Linked DNA regions of Hordeum vulgare: all the other regions are linked to region 1. A link is a contact called in public Hi-C data. All regions are on one chromosome and are shown on one strand. The core of a region is the stretch at or near the end of the contact, and the rest is flanking DNA. Distances in the headings are between cores, read along the strand shown.

The links. Hi-C and Micro-C count contacts between places; a contact is called where the count stands out from the background.
Region 2: a contact with region 1 is called in a Hi-C map of leaf, with 2.3 times the contacts expected there. The contact joins the enhancer-like site here to the promoter of LOC123447934 in region 1. A contact is called at or near these places in 3 of 6 Hi-C or Micro-C datasets (leaf and seedling).
Region 3: a contact with region 1 is called in a Hi-C map of leaf, with 5 times the contacts expected there. The contact joins the promoter of LOC123447935 here to the promoter of LOC123447934 in region 1. A contact is called at or near these places in 4 of 6 Hi-C or Micro-C datasets (leaf and seedling) and 1 of 1 datasets of contacts at active chromatin or transcription factors (embryo).

The regions. Positions count from the first base shown.
Region 1 is chr4H:76,714,362-76,717,224 of MorexV3_pseudomolecules_assembly, reverse strand. It overlaps LOC123447934 (protein CELLULOSE SYNTHASE INTERACTIVE 3), which reads left to right and starts at 1,403. Exons shown (of 7, transcript XM_045124669.1): 1 at 1,403-1,578; 2 at 2,854-2,863.
Region 2 is chr4H:77,172,211-77,175,073 of MorexV3_pseudomolecules_assembly, reverse strand. It overlaps LOC123447936 (F-box/WD-40 repeat-containing protein At3g52030), which reads left to right. Exons shown (of 9, transcript XM_045124672.1): 9 at 612-1,237. The coding sequence ends at 1,017. Among protein-coding and RNA genes, the nearest start is that of LOC123447936, 18 kb to the left of the region's middle. Within about 2 kb of position 1,458, at least 3 of the 3 cell types and tissues checked have open chromatin away from gene starts, as enhancers often do. A contact at or near this core is called in leaf and seedling, where this site is marked.
Region 3 is chr4H:76,987,618-76,990,480 of MorexV3_pseudomolecules_assembly, reverse strand. LOC123447935 (SWI/SNF complex subunit SWI3C homolog) reads left to right here and starts at 1,376. Exons shown (of 9, transcript XM_045124670.1): 1 at 1,376-1,515; 2 at 1,603-2,127; 3 at 2,214-2,785. The coding sequence starts at 1,488.

The DNA.
Region 1 (2,863 bases), core at 154-2,653:
TGTGGCGTTGCCGGTGGCGGCGGATCTTGGGATCCTGCTCCCGGGGACGTCGCAGGATGTGGTGGCCCGTGCAGGAGAGATGGGTTCTTCGAACAGATCTGGGTAAAAGCTTGCTTTCGGCTACTGCCAAAGCCGGCGATGGCGGCGTTGTCTAGGTCGTTTCCTTCCTGAAGGCATCGCCGAGGAGAAGTTCAAGGCTGCTCTTTGCTACCTCCGAGGAAACCCTAGATCAGTAGATCGGATGACGGCGACGCTCTGGTGTCGTTTCCCTCTTGGGGGTATCATTCATGGAGGTACACACGGGCTCGAGGGATCATTGGTCGGCATCAACGGTGGAGCGGCATTCCTTGTGACACATCGATGTCGTGGAGTCTCGGCAGCGAGGCGCAGCAAAGTCTCGGCGACGGATGCATGATGATGAGCGCGCGTAGGGAGGATGCGCTGTTTGGCGCTGTGGGGGCATCGACGGCAAGCCTTGCAAGGTCGATGCGTCAGTAACTCTTCTGAAGATGGATTGATGGAAAGCGGCGGCGACGACCTATGAGGGTGCGTTGGACCGGTTTGTGCCCCTGACCCGGTATGTGGCTCAGTCGGGGCCTCCGGCTTTAGATGTTAGTCTAGGTGAGAGGTGTGGGTATGTGGCTCACACTTTCTGCACCCCTTCATCATTGGATAGGAGTAGCGATAGATATTGCCAAGAGGACGGCTTCAGATATATTGATGTATTGCTTTGTAAGATCTTTGTGAATAATTAATAAAATGGTTGCATGCATCTTTCAGATGCAGAGGCCGGGGGTCATCCTCCTTTTCTAAATTTTTTTCTTAATGGGTCTAAAGAAACTATTTTTACATGATACATGTTTACATGATTTCGGTTAACTTAACAATCTAGAATTTAAATTAGTATAGAATACGCTACATCACATTTTAATCCCAAGGTGGATTAAGAGCCTGTCTCTTTGAGCAAATGTGTTTACAGGAACACCCTACCCACTTGCTTAGAGAATCTTCATCAGTTTATGTAAGAATCTCCCCGTAAAACCACTTTTATGGGGCACAGTAAAGTTTAGAGGAAGTTGTCCGACGAGGTCGTTTCCCAGTTAATGTAAAATCCCTCTAAATCTGTCTTCTTCTATTATCACTAAAAATGTGCTCGTTTATGAAAATTGTTGAAGAGAATTTTCTGACCCAACTTCACGCAAACAGTGACTATTTTACTTACTGACACGGTTGAAGGTGCTGTAAATGCTTCCACTACCGCTGCGTAGTACGACAGCGATCTGCCCGTTACTAAAAGAGGAACGCAGTTAATTTCCACTTGACACAGCCCAGGCGTCCGTCCATGTCCGCTGCCGTAATAACGCGACAATGACGGGAGTGATCCGCAAAAGACCCACCCCTCTCTCTCCCTCCCTCCCCACTTCCCCTGTTCCAAAAAGCTTTCGCATCTCTCTCTCTCTCTCTTCACAGTTCACACCCACACTGCGCGGCACAGTGGGCGAGTGGGCGCGAGACCAAGCGTCGCCTCCTCCTCTCCTCCGCCTCGGTCTCGCCGCCGGACGTCTTCGCCTGCCGCCGGTGAGCCCCCCCCCCTCCCCCGGTCTCGTTCGTCGATCTCTGGCCAGGCGCGCCCGGCAGGGGGCTGCTGCCTGCCCGTGGCGGCGCCCAATTCCGAGCGATTCGCGCTGGTTCTAGGGGGTATCGCGTTGCTTTTCGTTGAAGCCTGGCGGTCGGGATCTCGCCTGCGATGGCCCCGTTGGCGAGGCGGTGGAGGTGGGCGGAGGGATTTCGGGTGGTTCGCGTGATCGGGTGGTGGTCCGCCGTCGCTTGTCGCTCCGCAGTGGCGCGAGGAGCGATCTGGGGCAGGCCGTAGTTAGGTGCGCTCGGGGGGGAGTAATTCTCGAGGAATTCTGTCGCGACCCGCTCTTCTGTTTCTCTGTTCATCAGCCTTTAGTTAGCCATTATAGTGTCTTGTTTTGAAGGCCATGGTCCGATCTTACCATACTGTAGAAAAGGCGTGCTTTTCACTGGGTCATGGTCTGTGTAATATAAATAAACAGTGCTCGGTTGAGGCGGCCACTCTCTATTGGGATTTCAGGAGTAATTGAACTCCCCACCACGTGGAATGGTACAATTTTGCACTCACGCCTGTCTTAAACTCGTTTACTGCTAGTATGGTCGTTCCTATCCCCGTGCATTGGCAGCTCTGGTCGACAGTTTTTTTTTCTTTGGCATTTGCAACACCTTCTGCCGCTGGGGGCTGTCCTCCCTCAAATTTGCTGAAATTAGGGAAGACACCTTTTTCGTGAAGCTAGACACAGTTGCCCGGGTTGTTTGGAGCTAATTGCTATATGCAATTGGACTTTGGAAGTGTGTGCTTTTTCGTGAAGCTAGACACAGTTGCTCGGGTTGTTTGGAGCTAATTGCTACATGCATTTGCACTTCGGAAGTGTGTGCCACCCGCGTAGGTGTCATTGCAGCTGAGGTGTGCAAGGAATCTCGCCACTGAAGTATACTTGCATGGAACTGGGGCATACGATGATAGATCATGGTCGATAATTTTGTTTCTCATCTTTGACAGTTAAGTCGGAAAGTAAAAAAATTTGGGATCTGAATTTCCTCATGACGATTTACATCAACTGTAATTTTTTGCATGTTAGAACTGGATCTGCTGACCATGGCTATCTTTTAATATTGCACTCATAAATTAACATGATTATGATATTATCTTGGTATCCACATGTTATATCATATAAGTGGTTACCTTTCCACCCTTCTGGTATAATGTAAGTTAATTTGAAAAATTGATGACACAAGCTGGCAATATTACTTTTTTATGTTGAATACGTCCAGTTTGTCTTGC
Region 2 (2,863 bases), core at 209-2,708, 460 kb before region 1:
GTTGATAACCTTTTTATGCTTCATGAACAACACTAATTTCAGTTGTAGGTATTGCTACTTGCTGAAAAACCTGTAATGATTTCTCATAAGATGCTAGTTTAGAATTCAGATTGCTTGAACATGGAAGATTATTTCCATGCAGAGAAAAGAAGGAAGTTGGAAGATTACACATTCTTGTAATGTGAAGAAGATTATCATGACTACCAGTTGATAATGTACTCCTTCTGTCCCAAAATAAGTGACTCAACTTTGTACTAGCTTTAGTATAAAATTAATACACAGTCAGAGTCACTTATTTTGGGACGGAGGGAGTAGTAAATTATCCTGTCAATGAATAATTTGTTTTTAGAGGTCAACTAGCAAACTGCTCATTTCTACATTCTTTTAATCAACTGCACTTTGTTCATAATTGTGGCGATCTGTAGTTGTTCAACGTCTTAAATTATCCATAATGTTTTATTATGCAAGTACGAAGTTGTTTGCAGTGTTAACAACTTAACTACCGGGCAGAATGTTGGCAACAGAAGCCATTGCTGATTTTTTTTCTAATGTCATGGTCCAGCAAATCATAACTGGATCTCATCATTTTTGTTACTTTTATCCTTGACCAGGACCCTGAGGCCTCTCTGGGAAACAAGAGTTAGCCCAAATGTCATCTACAGTGCACATCATTTGCCTGGTGACACTTCGACGCTGGTCGTTGGTGGTATTGATGGCGTCCTTCGCCTGATATGCCAGAGAACCGGCGATACTATTCGAAGCTTCATCATGGATGCAGGCTACCCAGCACAGTCCAGCTCCAGGCTGCAAGCTGAACAAAAGAATGTCCGCCCAGCGGAATCTGGCCCCAGACAGCAAGTCGAAAAGAAGCGAGTCCATGAAATCGCTCCGGATGCCCGGCTGGACAACATTCCTATGCACCTGCGCCCGCCAATCGCCGGCCTGTCAGTGGGCATGAAGAAAATCGTGACCACGCACGGTGAAAACTACATCCGCGTCTGGAAATTCCGCTCATAGAGTTCTTAGAATGGTCATCGGGAATTCAGAAGAACTTGCGCTGTTTCTAAACGAGACACTGTAAGTAAGCTTGTAACAGTACCCTGAAGATGTAGTGTTGGTGTTGACACGCTGTACCGCCAACGCCATTTGTATTGCCGTGGAAAATAATATTTATGTCGAATTTATGTTCTTTTTTCTCCGGAAGGAAAAGAGAATTATAGGAGTTACAATGTGTTCAGTTTTGTGTACTTGCCTTGCCTCCTCCGCCAATTTGCTCCCATCCGCGCTGTCAGCTACTTGATATTCTATCGTGCATATTTATGTAGAGAAACGATCTAAATTCTAGATCCGGCTGAATTCTCCGCGTCGTCCGGACGCCACGGGTCCTGGGCCACGCCACACATTCGTCCAGTCCCTTATCTCTAGCGTGAACGCGAGTGTGGACCGTTCCTTTTTTACTACCCAGTTCGAAGCCAGATCCCCTTTTTCTCTATCGCCTCCTATCTCCATCTCTCACACAGTGCCTGTCCACCACTTCGCCATTATCCTCATCGGAGCAAGCCGCTCCACATCTTCACCATCAGCCTTCGTCGGAGCAAGTTTCTGGTGATGGCCTTGCTGTTGCCGGTGAGCACCCGGCGTTGCAGAGCATATCGATGTAGCATCATCGTTGGGGCTGCGCGAGTGCTCGTTGTTGCGGAGAGGTTCATGCCCGGGGGGATTTTTGCTTGAAAGTGTTGGGTGCACCGTCGGAGCTGCAACGAAGAAACGTTGGTGCAACGAAGGTGACCGCGGCAAGTGTCCAACGGAGGCGCTGAAACTCCGATGATGTTGCCTTAAAGCTCTATGAAACTACCGTCGATGTTGCAACGGAGCAACGTTGGGCCGCCGGAAACATAGCTGACACTGCAATGGAGCTTCGCCGAAGTTGTAATGGAGCATCACCAGATGTCGTATCTGCTGCGTTGGAGCTTCGCCAGAGCTACAATGAAGCTTCACCGGATATTGTCGATGCCGCATTGAAGCTATGGTTGCGTTGTGTCGTACTGCAATGAAGCTGGCACCCCATTGCACTGGAGCTGATCTATTGTCATGACGTTGCTGAATCGAGTGGTCACCAGCGCATTGATCTGACGGCTGGACAGGTTGATGATTTCCTCAGCGCATTGATCTGACGGCTGGATAGGTGGATGATTTCTGTAGGAAATCATCCGACTGATTTGTAGCTGGGCTGAGACTATCAATTCAATTCCAGCACAAGCACTCACAAAATTGGGACCATATACACAATGTTCAGTTGTACTGAATAGTCTTGAAGTTGAACATTTTCTATGTGTATGATTGTCCAGATTCACTCAATTAAATTGTGCAGTGACCGCGTAGTCTCCCCTTCGATCTAATACATACAAGTCCTGAGACTACCCATAATGAGAGTAACATATGTAGCAACATAGATGACAACTAAGAAAAAAATATGATGGGGTAACTAATTAATGAGAACAGAGAGAAATTGAGTAACTTAGCTAGTTACTTATACTATGAGTAACATAACACATACCAAGGTAAGATGAGTTTATAAGCTAATAAATGAAACGGTCAATGTTACTACTCCTATGTTACTATCCACTATGAAGATAGTAACTCAGACTAGTAACATATGCATGATATTACTCTATGTTACTCCCCATTGTGAGTAGTTTGATAATATTGCACGTAAAAAGATATGATAGACGTTAACATTGGTCCTTCAACTCTTAGGGCATTTCAACATGGATCCTCAAAACGATCAGGCGCCCATACATTGCAAGCCATCCAACACGGTGCCCCATGGATTTGAAATCCCGCAAATCAGGGGAAGGTATGC
Region 3 (2,863 bases), core at 127-2,626, 270 kb before region 1:
TTCCGCATCGTTCCACCGATTCAGAGGTACTAGCGCGTTACGGATCTCGGAGGAATATGCCATTCCAGGGAATGAGTGGGTTCCGATTCCTGGACCCAACTAAACAGAAGAACGACCTCTAGGGACGGGACGGACCCGTTACATTCCACCCGGTGACACAAACCAAACACACCCTTAGAGCATCTCTAGCAAACCCCGTAAAAGAGCCGAACCCGCAAAATTCCGGCGAGTATACGGGTTCTACCCGTTTTAGTGGTCAGAACAGACCCCATATCGCGCATCCGGCCCGTATTTTTTTTATCACGGCCAGGAAAAGAACCCCCCAACCGGCATATATGCGGGTCAAACCCTATCCTCCGCCGCCACAGCTCCACCGCGATTCATCTCCCACTCCGCTCTAATTTCTCGCCGCCAGCGAGACAAAAAAAACCCATAGCAAGCTGTCCCGACCATGGACGACCACGTAAATGGAGGGGATGACGCCGAGCGCCACCGCCGCCTTGCCTCCGACGCCGCACGCAAGCGGGGATCACGGAGGTGGCTGAACTACGTCCATCGGCCGTCGTCGACTTTCGAACGCCGCGAGCTCGAGGAGTGCGAGCGCGAGCTCGCGGTCCGACGCCTCGACTCCTCTGCCGCTGGGAGTTCGTCCACGGACGCCTCGTCCTCGCAGACCATCACTCCGGTGAAGAGAAGGTCGGAGGAGCTCGGGCCGCTCGCCGTCAAGCTCGAGGACGATGCCATCCCGTCGCGTGGAGGGGTCATCGGCCCCGAGGACTACCTCCCTCCAGGGCAGGAGGATGACCTCATGCGCGCCATCATGGAGCGCTCGGTGAGGGAGGCGGAGGAGGCCGCCGCGCGCAACCGCCGCGAGTTCGAGATTGAGCAGATTTTCTTCGATCAAGGGGTCACAACATCGCACGCGAGCGCGTCCAATGAGGCGGACTTGCGTGTCATGAAGACCGAGCAGGACAAGATCTGGATCGACCTCAACTCCGATGAGGACTTAGCTCCTCCGTCTCCTTCGCCGCGTCGTTGCCGTCGCACCCGTCATTTTTGGTAGTCTAGGCTCGGTTACGCTGCACGACTCGCAGTCCTCCCCCTACCTAGTAGTATGAATAAGTGATGTAGGTTACTGATGAAGAACTATGATGTAGTTTGATGAATAACCATGATGTAGTTTTACTGTGAATGTATTTTTTAAATACAGCTTTGTCGCATGAAATGACTACGTAAAATTGCTCCGCAACAACTTGTAAACGCATTTTGCTTTTTTTTTTTTTTTTTTTTTTTATGGAGTATGCTAGAGATGGTGTGCTGCCGAAAATAATCCAATTTCTCATCGCACGTGTTGCCTTCGTCGTCATCGTCGAGACGGTCGGTCCCCTCATCACTCGTGGTCATCCTACGAAACCTCACCACCTATCTAAAAAAAAACCCTGACCACCTCTTCGGCGTCGGCCGTCCCCGACTCGTCGCCGCCTACGATGCCGCGCAAGGCCTCCTGCACGCCAGGTTGGTACGTCCAACCTCTCGCCGGACCTAATTACCTGAGCTGCTACCAACTGATCTTGCACCCTCCATCCGAACCCTAACCCCCAGATTCGCGCACCAAATGGCGGAAACGGAAGCGAAACTCCGACGCCCTTCCATTGCCGTCGGCCGCGGCCGACCATTCGGACGATTCCGACAACGATGACGACGACACGGCCGTTCCATCGCCCGCGGTTGACAATGCCGACTACGAAATCCTGGCCGGTGCCGCGGCCAGGAATCCCGTGCCCGACCCCCGTGAGGCAGAGCTGCTCTCCTCGGCCGAGGTCATCTCCACCTTCCCTGCCGCCACCCGCCGCACAGTCAACCGTCCGCATCCGTCGGTCATGGCCGTCGTTGCAGCTGAGCGATCTGCGTATGTGGGTGATGTCTCCGCCGCCGCGCCACCGGCATTGGAGAACATCTCGCATGGGCAGCTGCAGGTGCTCTCCAGGGCGCTCCCTGACCACCCGTCCCTTTCGACGGATCCTGACAGGCCGTCTTCTTATGTCTGCACGCCACCGCCCCTCATGGAGGGGCATGGCGTGCACAAGCAGTTCCAGGGCCGCCTCCATGTGGTGCCTAAGCACTCAGGTTCGCTCGTTGCGACTAAACCCTGAATTTCTGAACATACGTTGGTTTTAAGTTCACTGCAACATGAATTAATTTACCATTTGTAGATTGGTTCTCTCCTGGGACGGTGCACAGGCTGGAAAGGCAGGTTGTTCCACACTTCTTCACAGGGAAATCTCTAGGGCACACTCCGGAGAAGTTCATAATGTTAAGGAATAGAATTATTGCCAAATATTTGGAGAACCCAGGCAAGAGGCTTGGTTTTGCAGAGTGCCAAGGGTTTGTTGTTAACACAGGTGAACTATATGATTTGAGTAGGATCGTTCGGTTCTTGGACACCTGGGGAATCATCAATTACCTCGCGGTTGGGTTGGTGCACCGGGGTCTGAGGGTGGCAGCATCACTTCTTATAGAGGAACCAGCAGGGGAGTTGCAACTGTTGACTACAGCGCTGAAATCCATTGATGGTTTAATTTTGTTTGACCGGCCAAAATGTAGTCTCCAAGCAGACGACATTTCTTCTCTGACTTCATCTTCATCAAATCCAGAGGTGATGGATTTTGACGCCGATGCTGAGTTTACTGAATTGGAAGGGAAGATTAGAGAAAGGCTATCAGAGAGCTATTGCAGTTATTGCTCACAGTCTTTGTGCAATTTGTATTATCAGTCGCAGAAAGAGGTGCTCATCTTCATATTTACATATGCATATTTGTTATTTAATTTTGAACCCCAATTTATCTTGATTCTTGATTTACTG